Regions from separate parts of the Sus scrofa genome. Here regions 2 and 3 are each linked to region 1. The links are chromatin contacts, called in public Hi-C and promoter capture Hi-C maps. All regions are on one chromosome and are shown on one strand. Each heading gives the region's core, a stretch centred on a gene start, on an enhancer-like site or on the middle of the called end of the contact. The rest is flanking DNA. Distances are from core to core; before and after follow the strand shown.

What was found. Promoter capture Hi-C pulls out the DNA fragments that hold promoters and counts their contacts. Hi-C and Micro-C count contacts between places; a contact is called where the count stands out from the background.
Region 2: a contact with region 1 is called in a promoter capture Hi-C map of fetal liver, with 2.5 times the contacts expected there. The contact joins the promoter of FDFT1 here to the promoter of CTSB in region 1. A contact is called at or near these places in 1 of 5 promoter capture datasets (fetal liver), 6 of 47 Hi-C or Micro-C datasets (embryonic fibroblasts, fetal liver, heart right ventricle and 2 more) and 2 of 2 datasets of contacts at active chromatin or transcription factors (alveolar macrophages and skeletal muscle).
Region 3: a Hi-C map of fetal liver shows a contact between it and region 1, with 1.6 times the contacts expected there. The contact joins the enhancer-like site here to the promoter of CTSB in region 1. A contact is called at or near these places in 2 of 5 promoter capture datasets (fetal liver and liver), 26 of 47 Hi-C or Micro-C datasets (alveolar macrophages, blood, embryonic fibroblasts and 12 more) and 2 of 2 datasets of contacts at active chromatin or transcription factors (alveolar macrophages and skeletal muscle).

The regions. Positions count from the first base shown.
Region 1 is chr14:15,032,625-15,037,381 of Sscrofa11.1, forward strand. It overlaps CTSB (cathepsin B), which reads right to left and starts at 2,127. Exons shown (of 10, transcript NM_001097458.1): 1 at 2,053-2,127.
Region 2 is chr14:14,973,755-14,978,511 of Sscrofa11.1, forward strand. It overlaps FDFT1 (farnesyl-diphosphate farnesyltransferase 1), which reads left to right and starts at 2,505. Exons shown (of 8, transcript NM_001167648.1): 1 at 2,505-2,603. The coding sequence starts at 2,505. It also overlaps the pseudogene LOC100623855.
Region 3 is chr14:15,071,435-15,076,191 of Sscrofa11.1, forward strand. It overlaps LOC106508068 (a long non-coding RNA gene), which reads right to left. Exons shown (of 3, transcript XR_002338631.1): 3 at 2,905-3,050. It also overlaps the pseudogene LOC110256701. Among named protein-coding and RNA genes, the nearest start is that of DEFB136, 37 kb to the right of the region's middle. Within about 2 kb of position 2,692, at least 1 of the 83 cell types and tissues checked has an H3K27ac peak or open chromatin away from gene starts, as enhancers often do. A contact at or near this core is called in fetal liver, where this site is marked.

The DNA.
Region 1 (4,757 bases), core at 877-3,376:
CCACCCTCCCTTGCTTGGGCAGCATGAGCTGAGAGGAGGACAGGAGACCAGGCATAGACTGCTTCCCAGTGGCCTCCACCTGCATGTGCCTCAACTAGATTCATCAACTACTTTCAACCCTGACAGCTCTACACAGGAAGCTAAATGACATCCAAGTGTCCAATCACAATCCTCCTTGACCTACAAGATTTCCATTGCTTTATAGTTTGACCTCCCATGTTTCCAGTACTTTATGTCAAGATAAAAAACAAAAACAAGCAGCAGACACTGAGTCCTTCTCTCCTAAGGACAGGGATATTTAAACACAACCACAACTCATCCCCACATTTAAGAAAACCACCCAAGAGATGTTCCAGGATTCACCTGAAAGTGATCTTCTTTCACTTCTCAACCCAAATGCCCATGGTAACACAAGATCTCTCTTAGCCCTAAACTGTGTGTGACTTCCTACTCCAACTCCCAGGGCTAGTAGCCAGGGAAAGGGCCAGTCTACAAGGAGGACCTCAGTTCAAGCTGGTGAATCAGCAGGAGGCAGGTGTTCCTGGAGCCTAAGGGCTTCTACCCTCACCACCTGACCAGTTCAGAAACAGGGCTGTCCTGACCCAGCATCATGGGAGGTACGTGGAGCCAGGGCTATGTCTGGCCGGCACTGCCCCTGGGCCTGTGAAGCCCCCAGGTAAGGGATCTGCACCTTTCCACTCAGCAGCACCCCAGCTCTGGGACCAATGCCCCCAATAGGTTGGGGCGAATCCTTTCGCCAGATGCCTTCAACTCTTTGAGAAAGTCACACAGAGTGAAGGCAGCCCAGCCCCTGATCTCTACAGAGCTTAAAGGCACTAGGTCACCATCACCAGCGCCAACAGGAAACAATTCTCCATGAAGTTAAGGATGTCAGGGAGAAAAGGAAAGTAGCCTTTACCGAACCAGACATCCTTCTAAGGCTCTTCCTCTTAGGGCTCTGCATCCATAGATTCAACTGAGGTGAACGCCCTTCAGCTGCATTCCCCTCTAGTGGAGACAGCTGAGGATCAGGCTTTCCAAAGGTCTCCCTTTGAACACCCCACCCCCACCCCCGCCCCCGCGTATGAGTTACTGTCCTCCCCACACCAGCCAACCGGCCTCCTCAGTCCCTGGGGACGGGATTGGGGCCCATTACGCAAGCAAATCCAACTCACGTCTACCTGGACAGCCCGCTGACTCCCCAAACTCAGCCACCCTAAGACGCTCCTTCTCCCAGGCTTCCAGGGTCATTAAGTGAGGGAGGAGGCGATGCCCAAGGACTCTGCCCTGCCTTCCCCTCCCCCACAGCACCATGGGCCCAAGCGGATTTCCCTTCCCTAGCAGTCCAGGAACAGAGTCTGCACCCCTCTCCCCTCCACTCCCCCAGGGTCCCGGGCCCTACAGTCTCCTGTCCCCCCCCCCCGCCCCAGTTTCTCCTCCCACCCAAGGATTTAACTCTTCCGGTGGGTCCCACCCTGCCCCACCCAGGGCCAGGTTCCAGCTTCCCAATTTCTGTCTTCTGGGGACCCTGGAACCGTGTGTAGTTGTGCAAACAAGCTGCCCGGGGAAAACCCTTTTGGAAAAAGAAAACATCTAAAGCGGACGCAGGCAAATAATATCCACTCAGCAATTTGCTGAGGAAACTGAGGCCCAGCAGCTCACAAGCGGCTCCCGGGGTGCAGCCGAAAGTCAGTGGGTCGGGGCTGAGCTTTTCCTCGCAGGCTCCTCCCTCGGGCTCCCCCGCAAACTGCCCAGCCCCGCCGTACTGCCCCACCCCACCCCTCACCCCGGCCCGACACCGCGGTCAGGCCGGCCCGGGGTCCGAACACAGCCGGAGCTGGGGTGGGGTCCGGCCGCATGCGTGGGGGTTGTTTTTGCTCTTCTCACCAGAGCCACGACCGGGAGTGCGCGGGGGCCGCCCAGCTCGCCTCTCCGTTTCCGCCGGCCCTGGGACACCGCCGGGGCCCGGCAGAGGTACAAGCCAGCCGGTCTCCCCATCCCTCTGCCCCAGGTCACTTCCGCCGGGGGGGCACCGCATCCGTACGCACTCACCGCGCTCCGCCGCCGCCGCCGCCGAGGGCCTAGGTCTGCAGCCTCCGAGCGCTCGGGCAGGTTCTGACGCCCGAACAGCCAGCCGCCTTAGCTTCCCAGAGCCGCCCCCGCGCTAAGTACCGCACCAGGCCCCGCCCGCGCCCTCCTCCGCCTGACTCGCCACGTGACCAGGGCAGCTGGCGCCGCGCCCCGCCCCCACCGGGTCCCCAGCAGCCTGGGAAGGGCTCAGAACCTTCCTCATCCGCCTGTACCCCTCAGTGCCCCAAGTTCTGCGTTCTGCGAGCGGAAGGGCACGCGAGGTGGGCCTGAGAGGGAGAGGGTCACCCCTCCTGGAGAAATTCCCTGGGGCCGAGGGGGTCTGGGCCCAGCGCAGCAGAGGACACGGATCCCTGCTTGGGACAGCTGTTCCTTATTTCATTCATTCAGAAACCACTGCCACAGATGGGGGTGTCATGACAGCAGGCCTCCCAGAAGAGCCTTAAAAGGCTGTTAGCTTGAATGTGCCTATCAGATGTTCTAGATATGTAAGAATTTTTAAGCGGTAGCTAAAACTAAATATAGAACTACCATATCCAGCAATCCCACTCCTGGGCCTGTATCCAGAAAACCATCCTAAAGATACCATGCACCCCAGTGTTCACTGGAGCACTATTTACAATAGCCAAGACATGGAAGTAACCTGAATGTCTATGAATAGAGGATTGGCTAAAGAAGACATAGTGTGGGAGTTCCCGCTGTGGTGCAGTGGGTTAAGAATCTGACTGCAGTAGCTTGGGTCCTTCTGGAGGTACGGCTTTGATCCCAGCCCAGCACAGTGGGTAAAGGATCCAGGGCTGATGCAGCTGCAGCTCGGATTCAGTCCCTGGCCTGGAACTTACATATACCGCAGATGCAGCTGTGGGCGAAAAAAAGATGTGATACATATATGCAATGGACTATTACTCAGCCATTAAAAAAAAAAAAGAATGAAAAATGCCATTTGCAGCAACATGGATGGGCCTAGAAATGACCATACTAAGTGAAGTCAGAGAAAGAAATATATGAGATCACTAATATGTGGAATCTAATAAAAAATGATACAAAAGAACTTACAAAACAATTTGCTTTGAAAATCTTGAGTCTCTGATTACCAAAGGAGAGGTGGGGGGGGATAAAATAGGAAATTGGGATTGACATATATGCATTACTGTGTATAAAATAGAAAGGTGACAAGGACATACTTTATAGCAGAGGGATATCTACACAATACTGTATAGAGATATATGGGAAAAGAATCTGTGAATTTTTTCTTTTTAGGGCTGCCCTTGCAGCATATGGACATTCCCAGGCTAGCGGTCTAATGGGAGCCGCAGCTGCCCTGCCCACCTATGCCACAGGTTCAAGCTGTGTCCCTGATCCATGCCACAGCTCAAGGCAGAGGCCGGATCCTTAACCCATTGAGTGGGGCCAGGGCTTGGACTCGCATCGTCAAGGATACTGGTCAGGTTCCGTACCACTGAGCCACAACAGGAACTCCTGGGAAAATCTCAAAAGGAATGTATATGTGTATATGTATAACTGATTTACTTTGCTGTATACCTGAAACACAACTTTGGAAGTCAACATACTCCAATACGTTTTTTTAAAGGAGCAGATCAAAAAAATGAAATAAGAAATAGAAAGTTATTTAATTACCACTAATTTCAACAGCTGGTAGGAATTTCTATAGAGAAGGGCCTGAGAGGCAGAAATCTGAAATGGTGGTGCCAGGAGGTCTGTCCTGAAGAAGATGTACACAGCAAGCACACACTGTTGGAGTTTACTTGAGAGTGGGGGCAAGAGGAGTGCCTGTAAAGGGTGATGGAGATGGTTGGGGTGGTGGTGGCTCAAGACCCACCCCACTCCATGAATCCCCAGATGTTTCCAATACTCATGAAAATCTTGCAAGGTAGGTATGATCCTAGTTTTATTCCAGGGGCTCAGGAACGTCTGGCAATTTACCCTGGTGCTCCTGGTAATAAGAAAGCTGTAAGGTCTGGAACTTCCTGGATATCTGCTGCATCCTTGCACATGCCTGGCCATGAGCTGTGACACAGTCCTTGTGCCTGCCAGGACCCTTCAGAGAGCTTTCCAGACACATGTAGTTGCATCTCTTTGATCCCAGTTAAGAATAAGAGTGTGAGGGAGTCCCCACTGTGGCACAACAGGATTGGCAGCGTCTTGGGAGCCCTGGGACGCAGGTTTAATTCTGGGGAACTCCATATGCTTCAGAGTGGCCCAAAAGAAAACAGCAACAACAGCAAAACAAAGAATTCGAGTGAAAGGAAAAAAAGACTCAGAGCCACACAAGGTTGCTACACCCTCAACTGTGTGCAGTTTCCAAGGAACATACAGCAATAGTGGGATGAAGAGACTCCGGATTGCAAGTCAATGTTTTGCCCCTTCACCTCCCACATGACCTCAGTCATTCTTGACTTCCATGACTGTGCTCATTGAGAGGAGGCACAAGTGGAGAGGACACACATAATTGTGATACATCTCTTCCTGTCTCTCTCACCTTTAGAGCACGACAATTGGAGGGCTGAGTGCTTTCCATGCCTTCTCTCAGTCTTATGGAATTCTGGATTCGTGCCATTAAAGAGGTAGAAGTCACTTCACAATAGAACAAACAAACAAACAAACAAAAAAAAACAAGTACTACTAGAGCAGACTTGAACTCTTCCTGG
Region 2 (4,757 bases), core at 1,255-3,754, 58 kb before region 1:
GCTCTCTCATGTTCTTCCAGAGCCTTCTTAAGCCTTTCTATTCTTTCTTTTATCTCTCACTCTTCTCGTTTTTGCTCATACTCTCGCCGATGTTCAGCAATTTTCTGGGCCCTTGGCTGAACTTCTTTTGGCATTGCACTAGCATCTTCATCATAATCCAGCTTACAGGCAAGGGCAAGATCATGGGCTGCTTCTTCCCAATGGCTCAAAAGTCTGTGTGCTTTCCCTGGCCACCTGTATGGCTAAGCTGAATCAGGATTTATTTCAATAGCTCTGTCACTGTCTCAGATGGCAGCATTTGGCTTCTGTAATTTGATGAAGACACTGGTTCTCTTGGCATACAGAATGGCCAAATGAGGATTTAGCTTGATGGCATCTATGAACAAGTCAATGGCTTTCTGTAGTTCACCATTATTTAGGGCATTGATGGCAGCTACTTTTTTATCATTTGCCTGATCCATCATCTCCCATTTCCTAAGGAGCATCAGTGTCTGGTTCAATCACACCTTCATTGTCAATTTCCAGATCACTTTCCTCACTTGAGGGTTCATCTGTCTTTATGTTTTCCTCCACCTTCTTACTATCTGCTTTTTCTTCCTTGGTATTTTCTTCTGATTTAGTTTTATGAGTAGCAGGTGGTATTTTACCCCCCATGCTCTCCACCCACTCCCTCAGGAAGCGCATTTCCTCAGTGTGCAGAACGCTGGGGTCCTGCTTACACATTTTCATGAAGGCTAGAAGTTTGCTCACTTTGTGGGGGTCCATGACCCGGGCGCAGTGGGAGGCGGCCGGCTCAGCTGTGGCTGTGGCCCCATTCCAGGCCCAGGCGCTGGCTCAGCGTAGCATAAGGGGGCCTTGATTTTATCTTGAAAGGGATTTCTTTTATGGAATTTGAAATGAAAAGACGGTAGGCAAGAGTGAAATAATCAAGTGTGTGTTTTAGATACAGTTACTTGAGCTATCACAAGGGAATGGATGGAGAGAGATGGGAAGCTGATCTTAAAATAGTTTGGGAGAGAAGTTGGGGCTTGAACCTTGATGGAGAAGAGAGATTAAGACGAGAGATGTTTAGGAGTTCCCGCTGTGGTGCAATGGGATCAGCGGCGTCTCTGCAGTGCCAGGACACAGGTTTGATCACCAGCCTGGCCAGTGAGGGTTGGGGGATCCCGAGGTGCCACAGCTGTGGGCATAGGTGGCAGCTGTGGCTCGGATCTGATCTCTGGCTCTGGGAACTCAAAATGCCGCGAGGCAGCCAAAAAAATATGAGAGACGTTTGTTTCTTGGACTCCAGAGAACGCATGAATGACTTCCAAAGGGTGGATGTAGGGAGAGCAGAGAGAGGTTAGGGATGACATCTGTATTTTATATATAATTAGGCCACTGGGAGACTGTTAGTGCCTTTTGCAGGTTCAGTGAGAAAGTTGTTAGGATAGGTTAAGTCTGCCACTTGTGGGGGACAGCAAAGTGTTGCATTATTATGTGGAGTTCCTTGGCGGTAGAGTGGTTAGGACTCAGCGATTTCACTGCTGCAGCTGGGGTTCAGTCCCTGGTCAGGGAACTGAGATCCTACATTGAGCCACTGCACACCACCCCCTCCCTGGGGCGGTGGAGAAAGGGATTAAAAATGGGGGTGAGAGAGGCAATGGGGATAGAAGGCTCCACAGGCAGTGATTGTAAGCCTCTCCTAGGGACTTTGACCTTTACTAAGTGAACTGGTGAGACATTGCGGGGGTTTTCAGGCAGTGATCCCGATCTGACATTAATTTTAAAAAGGATCACTGGTTGCTGTGTTAATATAAATTTAACGGCTGGGAGAGCAAGCAGTTTCCTGGGCTTGTGAGAGATTTAGAATAGAGATAAAATTTTCCTCATCACCTTCGGAAGGGTCGAAGAAACGCTTCAAATCCATTTTGGGAACTAAATTTGGATGCTCGGAAGCCTCAGGCCGATCCCACCCACAGTGAGTCTTGGCTTCTCTCCAGGAAGAACTGATTTGGCCAGCAGGGCAAACAAGCATTCAGCTTATTAACAAAATCCTAGCGGACATTGGCCAAGAGAACCTCTAAGGAACTTAGTTCCGCTTAGAGGCTGAGCAGATCTGGCTCTGGGCAGGATAGGCGGAGATAACAAGGGCCCGCCCCCACCAGGAATGCCAATCTCACCCCTCCTCCTCTTTCTCACCCTCCAATTAGCCTCTAGGATGTGGTCCTCACGCCAGACTCATCCTGCCGCCGATTGGCCAGCATCTTCCTGGTGCGAGCGGCCCTGGCCAATCAGCGCCCGTCAGTCCACCCCGCGAGCCCACAGGCTGCGGCGCGAGAGCCGGAGGCCGGTGGAGGTTGGAGGGGAAGTGGGCGTGGCGCCGTTTCTCGGGGCCCGCCACGCCAGCCCCGCCCTCCCGCCGCGCCTCCTTCGCTTAATGCTTGGTTAAGTGCGGACCGGTGCCAGCCCGAGGTATCCTCGAGGTGAGACCAGATTTCGGATAGTTGGCCGCTGCCAGCAGCATGGAGTTCGTGAAGTGCCTGGGGCACCCCGAGGAGTTCTACAATCTGCTGCGCTTCCAGATGGGGGGCCGGCGGAAGGTGATACCCAAGATGAATCAGGTGGGCCGAGCATCTCTGCACCCTGGCGGAGCCGGGAGGCTGCGCTGGACGGTCGGCTTCCGGGCCTGGCTGATCCGACCCCAAATCGAGAGCTGCAGCCAGCGCTGCCAGAAGCCTCGGACTCTCTCCTTCCCTCTGAGGAGCAGACCCCTGCCCTGTCAGGCAGCCCCACCCGCCCAGCCTGGGTCCGCTCCCCGTAATCCAACATCCGGCCTGGCTGACCTTGGTCCCCTAGGCGTCCTCACCAAGTGGTCTTGCTGCTTAAAATGTTTCTGCTCGTTTAAGACATTGCTCTTCAGGTAGTTTTGCTTCTAATTTCGTTCTGTCCCCGAGCATTGATATTTTTCTGTGTTCTAAATACGTGGGTTGCAAAACTGAGACTACATGGGTAGAGGACGTGTGAGAGGATTTTGTGAACGTCATGAACTATGCAGATATTGTCACGAATACCTCTTCTGGAATGAAACCTTACTCATCCTTCCATTTTTCAGTTACACCATCTCCTCCATAAACTTCTTCCTCTGATCAGCAGGATCCATGCCTTCCTCCTCAGAGCTCCCTCAGTTTTTTTGGAACGTGGTATCTGCTCTTGCAAGTGCTTCCTTGTTGTCTTTATGTATGTTGATTAGCTACACTACTGGCAGCTCACGGCCGGACTTGGTTTTGTTTATGTTTCATCTGCCTCACTCGTGTACCCTTTGTTAAGTGAATGCTTACAAAGGTATTTATTCTAACAAGAAAAAATTATTCTTAAGTGATTATTGAATGAATAGACACATTCAGCCAAATTAGTGGGTTATAGCAAGAGTTCTGAATTATTTTTCCCAATGGAAATACCACAAATACTGTTCTTTGTTTAAATTTACTCTTAGTTGTTGTCCTTTATTAAAACATTTACGTTTTCCATCGGAAAGAAAAGTTTTCCTATTATCTCGTAACTTAGAATCCTCATCCTTCAAGTCTAGCCTCCATCTGTTGACTAGCCTCCACCTCTGTTGACTATTTAGCAGCCATTTATTAAACACCTGTTCTGTATTTAGGTATTATACGGGTTGCAGCATGGCAGAATGACATGTATAGATAAATAAGACACCCAGAGAGCTCATTATCTTGTCAGGTCGATAAAATGTAATAAAGCTACTATTATTTTTCCTGCGTTTGTAGATGAAGAAACAGGCATAGAGAGGCTAATTATTACCTGAGGTCTTCTCACAGCTGTTCAGTGGCCATTGACCCTGGCAGTCTGATTTCCAGAGCTCCCTCTCCTGACCCTATCATGCTGCTTGCCATTGAGGAGACAGGCCACTGAGTCACATTCAGCGGAAGATCATCCAGATTCAGCTAAAAGTTGAACATACTTTGTGTGATGGACACACCTGGAAACTATCCCTTTAGTGGCTCCTAGTCTGATGGAGAACAGGTGTATGAAAGATCACCTAGGAAGTGTCAAGTAATTTAAAGTACATTCACATTTCAGGACATTTTAGTGAAGAGGAAATGTTTTCCAGCAAAGAGTTTTCAGAAAACACAGGAAAAGCACTTTGTATGCTGTAGGGCTTTGAAGAGATGCTAGTTTTAGATCAGTAGGAAAAGCCAATGTGAGCCAAGTCATGTAGTTAGGACTGAGCTCTGTGTGTGTGTATGTAATGAAACCAGCCTGGCTGGAATTGGGGACTCCAGTTAGAAGAGCAAAGTTCAGTGAGTACCTGTAGGAAGCCAGGGGCTGTACTGAATTCAGTAAAACAGGCAGTGGTTGCATGCAAGACTATGACATGATCAAAGCAATGTTTTTGGAACAGTAATTTGACAGGTGAACAAGATTATAAGATTATATAGAGAGATGATCAAATTAATAGCGGTAATAATATTAATAGACACTATTTATTGAGTTCTCTGTGCTCTGTGCCAGGCACTGGCTAAAGCTCTGGAAGTCTGTTATCTCAGAGTGTCAGTTGGTTTTCACTGAGTAACATCCCAGAACTGAGTGGTTTAATTTTGGAGATTGGGTGCTCAACAGTGTGACTGTACTGAAAACTATTGAACTGCGTGCTTCAAAATGGTCAAGATGGTAAATTTCGTGTTATGTGTTTTACCATTATTTATGTGTTATTATTTTTTTCTTTTTAGGGCCACACCTGGGGCATATGGAAGTTT
Region 3 (4,757 bases), core at 1,442-3,941, 39 kb after region 1:
ATCGCACAGGGAACTACATCCAATCACTTGTGATGGAACATGACGGAGGATATTGTGAGAAAAAGAATAGGTGTGTGTGTGTGTATAAAACTGGGTCACCTTGCTGTACAGCAGAAATTGACAAAACATTGTAAATAAACTACAATTAGAAAAAAAGAAAATCAAAAGAACTCCTTGATCCCTGGGCTACAGAATGGGTGGTGCAGTAGCAGGCATGAACACATTAATCTCATTGTCGCCATCAGATGATGGGTGACCACGTGCATTGTCAATGAGCAGTAATATTTTGAAGAGAATCATTTCTTCCAAATAGTAGGCCTCAACAGTGGGCTTAAAATATTTGGTAAACAATACTGTAAACAGAGGTGCTGTCATCCAGGCTTTGTTGTTCCATTTATAGAATACAGGTAGAGTAGATTTAGCATAATTCTTTAGGGCCCTGGGACTTTGGGATGGTAAATGTTCATTGACTTCAATTTAAAGTCACCAGCTGCATTAGCCCCTGTCTTTTGAAAGCTTGAAGTCAGGCATTGACTTCTTTCTAGCTATGAAAGTCCCAGATGGCATATTCTTCCAGTGTAAGGCTGTTTGATCTACACTGTAAGTCTGTTTAGTGTAGCTGTTACTGAGTTTGAGTTCGAGCTGCATGTAGGCCCCATAGCGAGGATAATGACTTAAGGGAAATTGCCCTGTGCAGAGAGTGGCAAACTAGATGCCTTGTCAGGTCTCAGGTGGTGATACCAGACCAGGCCCCTGTGCCCCAGAAACTAACACAGGATTTTCTAGTTGATCCCTATAAGGAGGGGGAACCAGTCTCGCCACCTCCTGAGCCCCAGTGTGGGAACTGGGGCTGGATAGGAACAGGAGGCGGTGGAAGGTGTGGATATATTGGCACGGTGGCTGGAGCAGCTGGGATAGCCACCTTGGTCAGAAGTTGGAGTGACATAGACTCACCCCCATCCCCCATCTTTTCTTCCTATATGACATTTCCTTTCCTCCTTCTCCTCCTTCTTTTTACACCGGCACCTACAGCATATGGAAGTTCCCAGGGCAGGGGTTGAATTGAAGCTGCAGCTCAAGTCTACACCACAGTCACAGCAACACCAGATCTGAGCTGCACCCGTGACCTATGCTGCAGCTTGTGGCAATGCCAGATCCTTAACCCACTGAGTGAGACCAGGGATTGAACCCACATCCTCACAGAGACAATGTCGGTCCTTAACCTACTGACAGATTTTCCCTTGGGTTTCTTTTACTACAAGGTGACAACTGTATGACTTTTCCCTACCCTGCTGTACTAGCACAAAGGCTTGCACACAGAGGATTTCATCATTCTTACCCACTTCTTCACAGAGCAGCTATAGAGCCATTCAAAGGCCACCATAAAACCATAAATAGCAGTTGATCATCCCTGACCATTGAAAGGGTACCTTTTTGCCTTGGCATCAACCAACCTGGCTGAATTCTGGAATGGAGCTTATGGTGATTTTAAGAACTAAATGGAACCTTTCTTTTCTCCCTGGGAATGCCCCACTTTTGAACTGGAACAGACATGTTTTTGTTGTTGTTGTTTCTTTTCTCCATTTGACATCGGTCTGTAAATGGAGAAGTGGTATCGAAACGAAATGAAATGAAAAACCAAAAGAACAAACAGAGAACCCTAAATAAACCCTCAAGTTTAGACTTGGGGTTTTACATGTCACAAGAACCATCAACTCAACCCCATGCAATGTGATTCCTTGGCCAGGCCAATGACTCAGGAGATTGTAAACAATGTAAATAACACATCAAAGGTGACAATACCTGGTGCACAGGATCCCGAGGTAACCCCGGATAAACCCCTTGGGCAGATCCTAACAGGTACTGTGGCCACACATCATTACAATAAAATATCATCTTTCTCTCACCCAGGGGTTCATAGCTGTAAACAGATCACTTATCCAAAATGCACCTGGAGGGCTTTCTTTAGGGATAGTTGAAATATTTCCCAGTTTTTAAAAGACAGAAATACAAGACAGACAAAATACAAATGTCACACACAAATGCTAACAACCAAAGAAACAAATGAATCAGTTCACAAATAGGATAAAAGTCCAGCAATTATTTCCTCTCTCCAAGAGGGTACCTCACTCAAATACAAGAAAACTGGCTAATTCCGGAGGAGGATAAAAAAAGCCCCACCCCAAACAGAAAGGAATAACATTTCCACCTGTACACACCGAAGCAACTTACCCGTCTGCATGGAGCCCATCTGCTGGCTGGTGTCGACTCCTCCTTCCAACTGCCATGCCCTGGGACAGCTGGTGCCACTTCAGGGAATTTTGAAGGGAAGAGCCTCAACACAAGTGGTCCCCGCAGCCGCCAGGGCCTTACCCCAAAATACCAATCCAGGGCTCTCTGGCCACAAGCAGCCAGGCTCCTAGTGGCTTCACCAAAATTTGTTACCAAGTGCATACTTGTTGCACAACAGGCCAATAAACAGAGGAGTTGTTGGGGCAAGGAATGGCGCCTTTTTTGGAAAGCCAGCAGACCAACGAGATGGTAGGTCAGCATTCTAGACAGCCATCTTCCCGAGTTAGAGCTCAGGCTTCTCTCATACTAAAAGGCTAAAAGGGGCATGGGGTGAAGTCCTGGTTCCGGTTCCGGCCAGACTGGGGAAGGGGGTGGTAACCTCTTCCTCCTGCAGCCACTCCCAGGTGGGCCTGGTTAGGCTGTTTCCAGTGGGGTGAGCAAAGGTCTTTTAGCTTAACACTCACTACCTGGGAGGCAGGGTTCCCAGAGGTGGGCCATTATGTATAATTTAGGCTTATAGGCAACATCCCTTTAGTGATTTGCTTGTAATAGAATACAAAGGTTCTTCCCTACTGCATTCCCACCTTCATGAATTATTTTAGCTAGATCTGCTGGGTAACTTACTGAAGCTTCTACATCAGCACGTGCTGCTTCACCTGGCACTTGGTTGTTATGGAGATGGCTTCTTACCTTAAACCTCATGCACCAACCTCTTGCTTCAAATTTTTCTTCTGCAGCTTCCTCACCTCTCAGCCTTCCTAGAATTGAAGAGAGTGAAGGTCTTGCTCTGGATTAGGCTTTGGCTTAAGGGAATATTGTGGCTGGTCTGATCTTCTATATGGACCACTAGAACACCCTCCATATCAGTAATAAGGCTGATGAGTTTTGATATATGCCTACATCAATGAAACCATCACCATTACAAAGATATCTAATACTTGCATCACCCTCAGACTTCCCTTATGCCCCTTTGTAACCACAGGCAACCACTGATAAGCTATTTGTTACTGAGTATTAGTTTCCAATGTTGAGTTTCATTTTTTTGGTTTTTCAAAAAAATTTTTATCGAAATATAGTTGATTTGAAATGTTGTGTTAGTTTCAGGTATACAGCAAAGTGGTTCAGTTTTACAGTATCTAACTATTCTTTTATAGATTATTTTCCATAACAGGTTAAGAATTTTATATTAATGGAATCACAAGGTACATTCTCTTTTATGTCTGGCTCCTTTCATTGAACAGAATGATTTTGAAAATCGCCTATTTTTTTTTAAACTCTTTTATCAGTTCTGTGTTTTATCCATCTTAGAAGGTCAAGAAACTTGCTGACAGACTAACAGAATGATCAAAATGTCCCACACCCAGGCTTTCTCACTGTCTATTGATTGATTGTCTTTTTAGGGCTGCAGCTGCAGCATATGGAAGTTCCCAGGCTAGGGGTCAAATTGGAGCTATAGCCACCAGCCTACACCACAGCAATGCCAGACCCTAGTTACACCACAGCTCACAGCAATGCGGGATCCTTAACCCACTGAGCGAGGCCAGGGATGGAACCTTGGTCCTCATGGATGCTAGTCAGGTTAATTACCACTGAGCCACAACAGAAACTCCTGCTCATCCATCTTATTATGTGTAGCAATGGTTTCCTCCTTAGGAGTTCCCACTGTGGCTCAGTGGTAATGAACCTGACTAATATCCACGAGGACCAGGGTTTGATCCCTGGCCTCACTCAGGGGGTTAAGGATTCTGCTGTGAGCTGTGGTATAGGTCATAGACTCAGCTTGGATCTGGCATTGCTGGGGCTGTGGCATAGGCCGGCGGCTGCAGCTCCAATTCAACCCCTAGCCCGGGAATTTCCATATGCTGCAGGTACAGCCCTAAAAAACCAAAAAAAAAAAAAAGTTTGCTCCCTTTAAAAAATTAAACAATTTTAACAGTTTTATTGAGGTATAATTGACATACAATAAACTGCATATATTTAACATATACTCTTTGATGTTTTGACCTATGAATATGTACCACAAAACCATCACATTTATCAAAACAATGAAAACATCCACCTTTTCCCCAAAGTTTTCTTGTCCCCCTTCATAATCCTGCCCTCTGCTTTCTCTCTGTCCCCACCTCCAGGCAACTACTGATCTTGCTCTAACTACAGACTCAACTACATTTTCCAGAATGTTATATAACAGGATTGTATAGTATGGGCTCCTTTTTATCTGGCTTCTTATTTGGAGATTTGCCTATGTAGGTACGTGTTCACTCTTTTTTTATTGCCGAGTACTATTCCATTGAATAGATCATAATTTGATTTATTCCCTCATCATGGTGGAAGTTTGGTCTGGTTCCATTTCTTGGCTATTGTAAAGAAAGCTGCTATGAACATTTGAGTGCGAGTCTTTGTGTGAATGTTTATTATAATTTTTCTTGAGTAAATACCTAAAAGCGGAATGGTGTGGTCACATT